Regions from separate parts of the Mus musculus genome. Here region 2 is linked to region 1. The links are chromatin contacts, called in public HiChIP or PLAC-seq maps. All regions are on one chromosome and are shown on one strand. Each heading gives the region's core, a stretch centred on a gene start, on an enhancer-like site or on the middle of the called end of the contact. The rest is flanking DNA. Distances are from core to core; before and after follow the strand shown. Region 1 has its middle 58 kb from the start of Gm15322. Region 2 overlaps Slc38a9 (solute carrier family 38, member 9).

Evidence for each region. HiChIP or PLAC-seq counts read pairs in DNA pulled down with a chosen protein or histone mark.
Region 2: an H3K4me3 HiChIP or PLAC-seq map of bone marrow-derived macrophages shows a contact between it and region 1, with 4 times the contacts expected there. The contact joins two enhancer-like sites. A contact is called at or near these places in 1 of 39 promoter capture datasets (the C10 cell line) and 1 of 115 datasets of contacts at active chromatin or transcription factors (bone marrow-derived macrophages).

What each region holds. Positions count from the first base shown.
Region 1 is chr13:111,934,563-111,939,234 of GRCm38.p6, reverse strand. No RefSeq gene overlaps it. Among named protein-coding and RNA genes, the nearest start is that of Gm15322, 58 kb to the left of the region's middle. Within about 2 kb of position 3,109, at least 164 of the 459 cell types and tissues checked have an H3K27ac peak or open chromatin away from gene starts, as enhancers often do. A contact at or near this core is called in bone marrow-derived macrophages, where this site is marked.
Region 2 is chr13:112,664,739-112,669,408 of GRCm38.p6, reverse strand. The region is part of intron 1 of Slc38a9 (solute carrier family 38, member 9); the gene reads right to left. Among named protein-coding and RNA genes, the nearest start is that of Gm52034, 6.3 kb to the left of the region's middle. Within about 2 kb of position 2,573, at least 71 of the 459 cell types and tissues checked have an H3K27ac peak or open chromatin away from gene starts, as enhancers often do. A contact at or near this core is called in bone marrow-derived macrophages, where this site is marked.

The DNA of each region.
Region 1 (4,672 bases), core at 1,860-4,359:
TCCAGGAGCCAGTCTAGTAATGTATCAGCTGCCTAATTCGTCTGTAACCCCATCACTTCCCTGCACAATTACTGAACCCTTCCCATACTGCAGCTCTCCACCCATTTCCCCCTTTGTTTCTCCCTATAAGGTCCGGAGTTGTCCCGGCTTCAGGGTCACCTTTTCCTTTGATATGTAAGTATAATCACTTGAGCTGTAGGGAGTCTGGCGACCAGGCCAATATTTCAGAGACTCAGTCATTGGATGTTCTTCCTGTGAGGTTGCTATGACCACCCCCTCCCCAAAAGACCCCCACCCCCAACCTCACCCCCACTCTAGTCCCTTCTGACATTTTTTATCAGTTCTGCTCTTCTTTCTCCCTTGGCTATGTTCTCAGCCTCCTCTCCTTCATATGTGCTCTGTTCGTGTCTTTACAATCTATAGGGCACCAAGAAGGTATGTTACATGCAGCGCTTCCACTAGGAGGTTACAAAGGAGTTGGGCATCATTGTGGCTACTGCTGTGCACAAGGACTCTTCTTGTCCAAGGTAGAGTGCCTGAGCTGCAGAGGGACTCGTTGGTACTATTTCTTTTTCTTCTTCCACTAAAGGAAACCCCAAATTTCAAGAAGAAGTGGGGCATGAGAGGATGAGGAAGCGGGGAAGGAGAAAGGGAGAAAGAGGAGGGAAAAAAGAGGGATAGCAACAAATACAATAATAATAACTCAACAATCCTGAAACACTGTTATGCCTATAATCAGGTCTTTCAGCAATGAGTTAAAATTTGGGGCAAGCAAAAACAAATTAATAGGATAAATGTACAAAATTACTAGAATTATTTTTTTTTAGAAATCACAGTTTTTCTTCATGATGTGGTGGCATTCAGTTCTTTGCTCTGTTCATGTTTTCTGAGGTAGAGTTTCATGTAGCCCAGCCTTGAACTTGCTTTGTGAACTTGCCATGACCTGGAACTTCTTCTGATCATCCTGTTTCTATCTTGCATGTATTGGGATTATGGTTGTGTGCCACCATGGCTGCTCTATGCAGTCTGTGCTGGAGATAGATCCTGTGGCCTCGAGCATGCCAGGAAAGTGTGTTAGTTAGGGTTTCTGTTGCTTTGATGGAATACCATGACCAAAAGCAACTTGGGGATAAAAGGGTTTATTCAACTCGTGCTTCTATATCATTGTCCATCATTGAAGGAACTCGGGACAGTTGTGAGGACCTTTTCCTTGCCGTCTCTCCCTTGTGAGGGCCTCTGGGATAGCAGATGATGATGCCCCGTCTCTCTCTGCATCCCCAGTGTCCCAGCTCAGAAGACAAATTCTAAATATTTGCTTAGCAGTAGGACACAGGACAACACTTTGCAAGTTCAATCCGTTACTGGGAAAATATAGTGAGAACTGTGTGTGTGTGTGTGTGTGTGTGTGTGTGTGTGTGTGTGTGTGTGTGTGTGTAATTCGGTCTCCAGAACCAGAACCAGCTGGCAAGCAGCAGCAGGAAGATCTGTTCTAGTCTCACTTGCTACGTTAGACAATTGATGGCTGTGTCCACCACGGCCACACTTGCAGGCAAGGTGTTCAGGTTTAGCCAGAATAAGTCATATTTCCTAATCCTAGGTACCTACCAGCCCATCTAAATGATTCTGACTAGCTATCAGTAGGCAGAACAGAGCACAATCCACGCCCTGCCCCAGGAAGGGGCTCAGAAGCTCCTGCACTCACACAGTGCTAGTATTTCTCCCAATCATCTCAAAGCCTGGAACAGAGGATCTTTATACCAACACACAGAAGAAAGGCTGAGTGGGAAAAATCACTGACCCTCAACCCAGTGACCTGCGTGAGGATGGCTTTCATCAGAAGCGAGATGCAGAAGTAGTAAGATGAAGGAGTTGGACTTTCTGATCAAAGCCAGAAACGTCCGTCCAAGGTAAAGGCATACGTGAAACCTTTACAGAAGAGACAGCATCGACGAGAATGCTTGGTTCTTTACAATGCATTCACTGTGGGAAACTAGCCAGGCCCAGCAAGCTGACCAGGGTCCCTTCACCCCTGTGCCCAGGACAGTTTGGCCAAAGGACATCTAGGGTGAAGGCCTCAGTCAGTGCTAATCTCCATATCCCGGAATAGCCCAGAGAACTCGTCCAACCTGCAAGTCTGCCTTTAAAAAAAAAAAAAAAAAAAAAAAAAGCCTTTGGAATTCTTTGTCCAGCTCTGCTTGGTATACACGGGAATGATTCTTCTGGGACTTCTCTGGTGACCTAGTCTTTGCTATAATGACATCTCTCAACAGATCCACCAGCCCTCAGATTCTCTCCCAGACACTAATAATAGGTCCAATTAGAAGTAAAGATTCCAAACAGATGAGGCACGAATTGATATACACGGCCGGCCTGGCTGCCACAGATCCATTTCTTCCCCTGCAGAAAAGACACCAAACTGGCCTTGAGGAGGGAACCTCCTTTTTTGAACAGTTACCATGGCAACTGGAACCCTTTTCTCCCCAGGGCACCTGCCCACAGGCTCCCACCAGCCAGCTGGTAGGGAGGGTGGATCAGCCACCTCTGTCCCAAGTCACTGTGCTCATTTGACCAACAAAGGTGCCAACAGTGCCAGTTGGCCTCATGATATGGATACCTGCCCACGAGGCATTGGCCCAAACATTGGGGACTTTCACAGAGGCCAGCCAACAGCTGGCAGGCAGGAACTACCAGGTCATTGTCATCTGGGGCTGAATTGGAACATGCATACAAGACACAAAGGCTGTGTCTGTAACCACAGCATCTCTCCCTCCCTAGGGATTTGTTTGCAGCTCCAGATCCCCCTGCTCTGGGAGGAGCACGCATGTGGCTGAAGGTGCCTTTTAGAGGCCACGCCCACCTACCTTTTTTTAGCAGTGCCCTGCCTTCTGCACGCTGCCGTAGAAAAGCTTTCCCTGCCCCATGTCTGGTTTTATTGCAAATGAGAAGGTTCGCCATAAGTCACCCCAGGCCAGTGGGTTCAGAGGTGGAGTTGGTAACCAGAAGCCATGCAGACTTCCTCTCCTGGCCCCACACCAAGGCCTCCAAGGTTCTCTTGTCACATGAGGTTAGTGTAGTTTCACATCCTCTAAGCAAAGCTCTGTCGAAACTCTCTAGTCTCACATGGCATCGGCTCAAAACAACCACCTCGCTCAGCTGCCTGGCTCACTGTTCCAAGAGTGGGTCAGGAGATCTGGGTTCCAGTTTCAGCTCAACCTGCATGACCTTGACAAGAACCAGTCCTCAGTTTTGCATCAGAAAATTAAGAGGCCCGAGTTTCTATACTTAGGATCCACTTCCTCTCCTCTCCCCATTACCCTCACCACTTCAGTTTAAAAAAAAAAATAGATAGGCAGGTAGGCAGGCAGGAGGCAGGCAGACTGACTGACTGACTGACTGACTGACTGACTGATTGATTTTTGGATTTTGGAGACAGGGTTCTGTATTGCCCTGACTGTCCTGGAACTCACTCTGTAGACCAGGCTGACTTTGAACTCAGAGATCCACCTGCCTCTGCCCCCTGAGTGCTGGGTTTAAAGGCGCGCCACCATTACCCAGCATTCCTGATGCTAACCCAAGAATCGCCAAAGACTAAGGGATATTTTTTCAACTTTTCAAAATCAGACATCTCAAAAATACTAAGCCAAGTGAAGGGAACTTTTTCTACAGGAGAGTGCATGTTTTATGATTATAACATGAAATGCCTAGACAGGCAAAATTAACCAATGGTAAGACACAAACATGCTTACCCACTCTCACAGGAATAGCTGTAGATTGCCTCTGAGAGTGTGGTAGGAGCAGGAATTACTTAGGAAAAGGCATAGTTGACAGTATACATTGTACCTGGGTGTGTTTGTGTCACACAATCTATGTCAAAACTCATAGACTACTATTCTTCAGATGGATTGAACGGTGCAATGGAGTCAGAAGAGTAGACTGTAGAATTGGTGAGCACTGGGTGCTCTTGACAAAACACTGAGGAAACATACGCAATAATAAGTTCCTGATCCATCCATACCACCCTTTCTCCACCCCATCTCTTTCTCGACTATTGGCCTCTTTCTTATTGAATGAGACAGGGGATATATCTGATATCCTATGATGATTAATCACTCTATGCCCAGCCCTCAAGGGTAAAAACAAGTTCTCTGCAGCCAGAACTCGCCCTTGAGCCTCTCTGCCTCTGCTCTCTGGTTGCCAACATTTTTGATATAATTTATTTCTTTCTTTCTTTCTTTCTTTCTTTCTTTCTTTCTTTTTTTTTTTTTTTTTTTCGAGACAGGGTTTTGATATAATTTCAATTGACACAACCCAGTAAAGACATTTTAAATTTAATTCCAAATGTAATCAGAGTGTATATTTTTATAACCACTCTAAGAGTTAGTATATCGACTACCCAAGGACAGATTACAAGCATATATTTTCCTATACTTGCTTCTCAATTAGCCCAATAGATATATCCCTAAATTATTGATTTGTTTTGTGTGTGTGATCACTTCTTCTTAAGATCTCAAACACATTCTTGGTTCTCTCCCAATTTGCTTATCTTTCTTTAAAACCTAAGCATGAAAATGCATGCATGCTTCATTGGTAAACACAATGTGCTTTGGAAAAAGATTCACACTGGGTCTGCACATGTGCAGCTAACGTTAGTAAGCTCTATGTCGTTGTGGGG
Region 2 (4,670 bases), core at 1,324-3,823, 730 kb before region 1:
CGGTGCAAAGCCGCCAGGGCTTAAAGGAGGTAAGTGATTGACATGTATCATTACTAACTTGAGTGGTTTTTCTTTTTTTGTCTTTCAGCCTAAAGAAAAATAAGTGAGACAATTCATTTCCAGGACTATACAGATGCAGTTATTTGGACCCAACCCTGGAACAGAATATTTTAAAAATCTTTTGGAAAGCTTAAAAAAGAGGGAATGAGATTAGGTAAGCTGGTGGCAACGAAAAGAACCTCTGAAATGGCCGCAAGGGATGGGTGCAGGGAACGGCTGCTCTTTCGGAGTATGAGATGAGGTCTTCAAAGCCTCCAGCCTTAGGGAAACAGACAGAGACCGAGGTCCACCTAAAGGAAAGACTGTAAGAGTTTCCCCTCAGAGCAGCTCTCACGAGGAAGCTAAGCCTCCTCAGCACTGTGGCTACCGCATGAGGAGGTGTGAAGATAAAGCGCTTCAACTACAGACAGTGCAGGAGATGTAAGGATGCCAACTTCTGCGTAATGTTTCTAGTCAAGCATCTCTCCTGAACGCACCTGCACATTCAGCTAAGCTACTCAGCATCTTTTCCTAGATAGAATTGTATAACTCACACTTAGCATGTTCCAAACTCGACTTTCTTGCTCAAAAATAAAAGACCCAACCCAAACCACATGCATACTCTTCTCCTACTTCAACTGCTGGCCTCTCGGTCCTTCTGCTTGTCCCATCGGAGACTTCTCATGCTCGGCATCTAATCCATCTGGACTCTTCCTGGCTTTCCCTTCACTGAATCCATAAGCATCCCCATTCCTTACCATCACAACTGTCTTCTTGTTTTGAGAATACACTATTTTTATTATTATTACTGGCACATACAAAGTTTTACTTTTAAATGTTTAAGAAGCATTATCTTCTCATCCGTGGGTACTCAGGGTTTAACAGAAAACTTGAGAACAAGCCTGGGGAGGTTAAGGGGAGAGTGTATAATGTTTTCTTCATCTATGGGCTCAGGATTTTAACTATATTAGAATTCTGGGACTCTCTTGTAGGCATTATACTATAACCCACATGGTACTATGCTGATAGACTCTAGAATAACTCACCTGTTGAAATATGCTTTGTTTTGCTTACTTACTCTATTTTTAATTGAAAAATCATCGCTGGTACAATTAAAATGATCTAAAATAAAAGACAATATTTTTAATAATAGCAGCATATGCAACCTAAGACAACTTCTCCAGTTCAGAAAAGATTGTACAGGACTCAACTGCATCTCTTTCTTCAATCAGGTTCTCCAAACACTATTTAATGTAAAGGGATCAATAACCCTAACAGATGAGTCCAACTCTCTGCTGTTATCCCAGCCCTACAGTTTATTCTACCACAGAGAGATGTAGACCAGAGCAATATAGGAGGAATTTGACATCCTGCAATCAGTCGGTGTAATTTGGGAGAGGATGTCTTTTAACTGACATATCAAGGACAGAGGTCAGTGAGATACTAAACATCTATAATGCATGAGCAGCTTCCTTTCTGGAAATGATCCTGACGAAGCAGCGTCACTTCTGATGCTGAGAGAACCCGCTGGAAGGAGGATCACAGGATTGTAACAGGAAAGACAGGAGATCTTATGTGGTACTGGCAGTGTTCATCTTCTTCAATCTAATTGTTGTTACAGGGATATTTGCTCTATAACCCTATGTATGTGTGAGTGTGTGCTTAATTCACTTTTGTGTATGTATATTTCACGCTACAATGCAAAGAACTATATAAAATGAAATACATTGTGAGCTGTAAAAGCAATTGTTGTTCTTATTCTTTACCGTGTAAGTTGCTGTTGGAACTGTTGTTATATGTAAAAAGACAGAAGGTATAAAGGACCAATCACGGACTGTCAGGACCAGGCAGTCCAAATCTGAGCTGACCCTCTTCACCGGTGCTGTGCCACATGTCCTGCTCTCTGTCAAGTCGCACTTCTGTCGCTACTTCACATTACTCTGACACTGAACAAGTGTGTAGTATCAGTCCTGATTTGTTTAAAGGACTTACGTTAATTTTCCCTGCCCCCTCCCTCGCCTTCCTTTCCACTTCCCTCTTGCTCTCTAGCGATCAGTACAGGACACATGGTTGCTGGGTGAGTGATCTACTCCTGAGCTTCAGGCTAGCCAAACGTATCCTGATTTCCTTACAATGATATTTGTGGAGGGACTGAAAGGAAATAGGTTTTGTATCAGAAATTGGCTCTTTGCTTACATGATTCAGTACCACCCATTCAACCTTCACGCCACCACCTTCCCACCTGCAAAATCAAAGCAATCGCACCCACCTCTCTGGTTCACGTAAGGGTTAAAAATAATACCAAGTGCATCAGAGCTCTGTGGTGAGAAATGGTCAGTTGTATTATTATTCATCACAATAAACAGATAAAAATACTTTTTAATGCCACCTTTTGAATTGCTCCCCTTTAAATAAAAGACGTCCTTAATAATAAACATGTAGACAACTGCCGACGCGCCACTGACTTTGTGACACAGATGCCAGTAACATGCTCTAGTCCCCAAAGCTGTGCATTTCTGTTCTGTTTCTTTCCCTTTCACTTCCCTCTTCGCTTCTGCTTTTCTGCCCAGTGCTCAAGCCAGCCAGGCCCTTACTGGGACTACTAAAGGCAAGCAAATGCTACAGACAGCCATTAGGCAGTATCTTGGAAGAGTAACGTTTCAAAGAGACTGGAAGGGAGAGACAACAGAGCTCAATGGCAGAGTACTTGCACACTACGTGAGAGGTCCCAGAACCACAAAGGGGAAGGGGTATAACCAAAACTAATATCACCCCAAGAAAAGTATTTCACTTCCACACACTTCGTGGATTAGGATGGCGGAAATTACTAAGACAGCCAAAATATTAAGTAACGGTAATGTTAAACACAGTCATTCATTCAGCAAGGACTTACTGAGTCCCTACAATGTAAAGAAGTACTGGGAAAAATAGAAAATTAAGTTACATTTTCTACCACCAATAACTTCAAAAATATAATTTATAAAGCTGAGAGAAGTATTATCCCCTAAATCTCTTGAGGGCTAGCCTAGCTAGCGGCTGCAAACCCAATGCTAATTTTCATTTCATTACTTCAGTTTTAGTTCATCTGTATACCAATCGCTGGTTCTACTTTCTGAATCAGCTTAGCAAGACATCAGTGAAGGATTTAGTCCCAAGTTGCATACATATTGTGAACAGTGCTTCAATAACCAAGGATGAGCAAAAAACAAAACAAACAGGATTTATCCCAGGCTAGAAAGTTTCAATTGACTCTTTGAGACAGATTCATAGAGCAAGCAGATTGCACACTTTCAAATGTGGAGCAAAAGAGTCTTCTTTTGCAGTTCTCACCCTTCCTCATGCTGCAACCTTCCTCATGCTGTGGTGGCCCCCAACCATAAAATGACCTCACTGCTACTTCTTCAGTGTAATTCTGCTACTGTTATGAATCGTGACATAAATATCTGATATGCAGGATATCACATGGAGACTCACGGGTTAAGAACCGTTGCTTTAGTGTAAAGGACACACTGTTTTAAGGTAGTTGTAACTAGAATCTGGTGAAAATGGGAGCAACTCTGATAACATTGATTTCACTGAAACAGTTAAAAAGAAAAAACAGAAATTTGAAGTTTCTATTTATTTATTTATTTATTTATTGGCAAGAGTTCACGAGGTAGCCCTGTTGGTCTCAAATTTGCTAAGCTGTACCCAGCGTGGTGAGCAGGGGAAGGTGGGAGGGGGTAGGGGACTTCCGGAGGGGAAACTAGGAAAGGGGATAACATTTGAAATGTAAATAAAGGAAATATCTAATAAAAAATAAAAAATTAAAAAAAAAGAAATGGATATTTTTGTTTGTATAAAACCATGCCAACCACTATTATTCTATGCACTGGAGTTTTCACAGAGTATTTAGTATAAAGAGTACATTCTGATGTAGAAAAAAATAAAAAGGTTGATCTTCACAGAATCATTGAACAACCACAAACAAAACAGTGCTAAGGAGAAAGGCTGTGCTCCTAGTGAACCATTGCATGCCGTTTTAGAGGAACCCCAGAGAAAAGGACGCATCTGCCCTAGAAAGGGCGCGGGAGGCGCTGTCTTCCTGCTGTCGCCTACTGTCTCATGTTTTGCTCGATGCTGTTTAAACCGTTGAATTTTGGTAAATAAACATTACTGTCACATTAGAAGGAAGGCAGGGGGAAGGAGACAAGGAAGGAATAAGGAGAAACAAACGGAATCTCAGAGAAGAAACTGGTCCTAGATCACGTAGCTGATAGAGCCCCAGCTGGAACTGACTCTGACCAGTGTGATGCCCAATGCTACCTCCTCCACACTGATGCTTGCCTTAAGGAAGAGCTTGAGTGCTCTGAAAGACCCAAGAAGATCTGAAAAATCAGGTCTTCATCATCTAGATTGTGAATAAAAGACCATTAACAGCCAACATAACAAACAGGCCTTAACCTCTAAAACAGATGGAACTGGGAGAGATGGAATTACATGTTTATGCCTCCATTATTAGAAATTAAGCATAATAACTGTTTTATATGAGGCAAACTAGTTTAGCAGACTCTGTTTCCTGACGCAAGTTTTGTTTTGTTTTTTGTTTTTATTTTGTTTTGTTTGAAGGATATTTCCCAAGTCACCTTCAG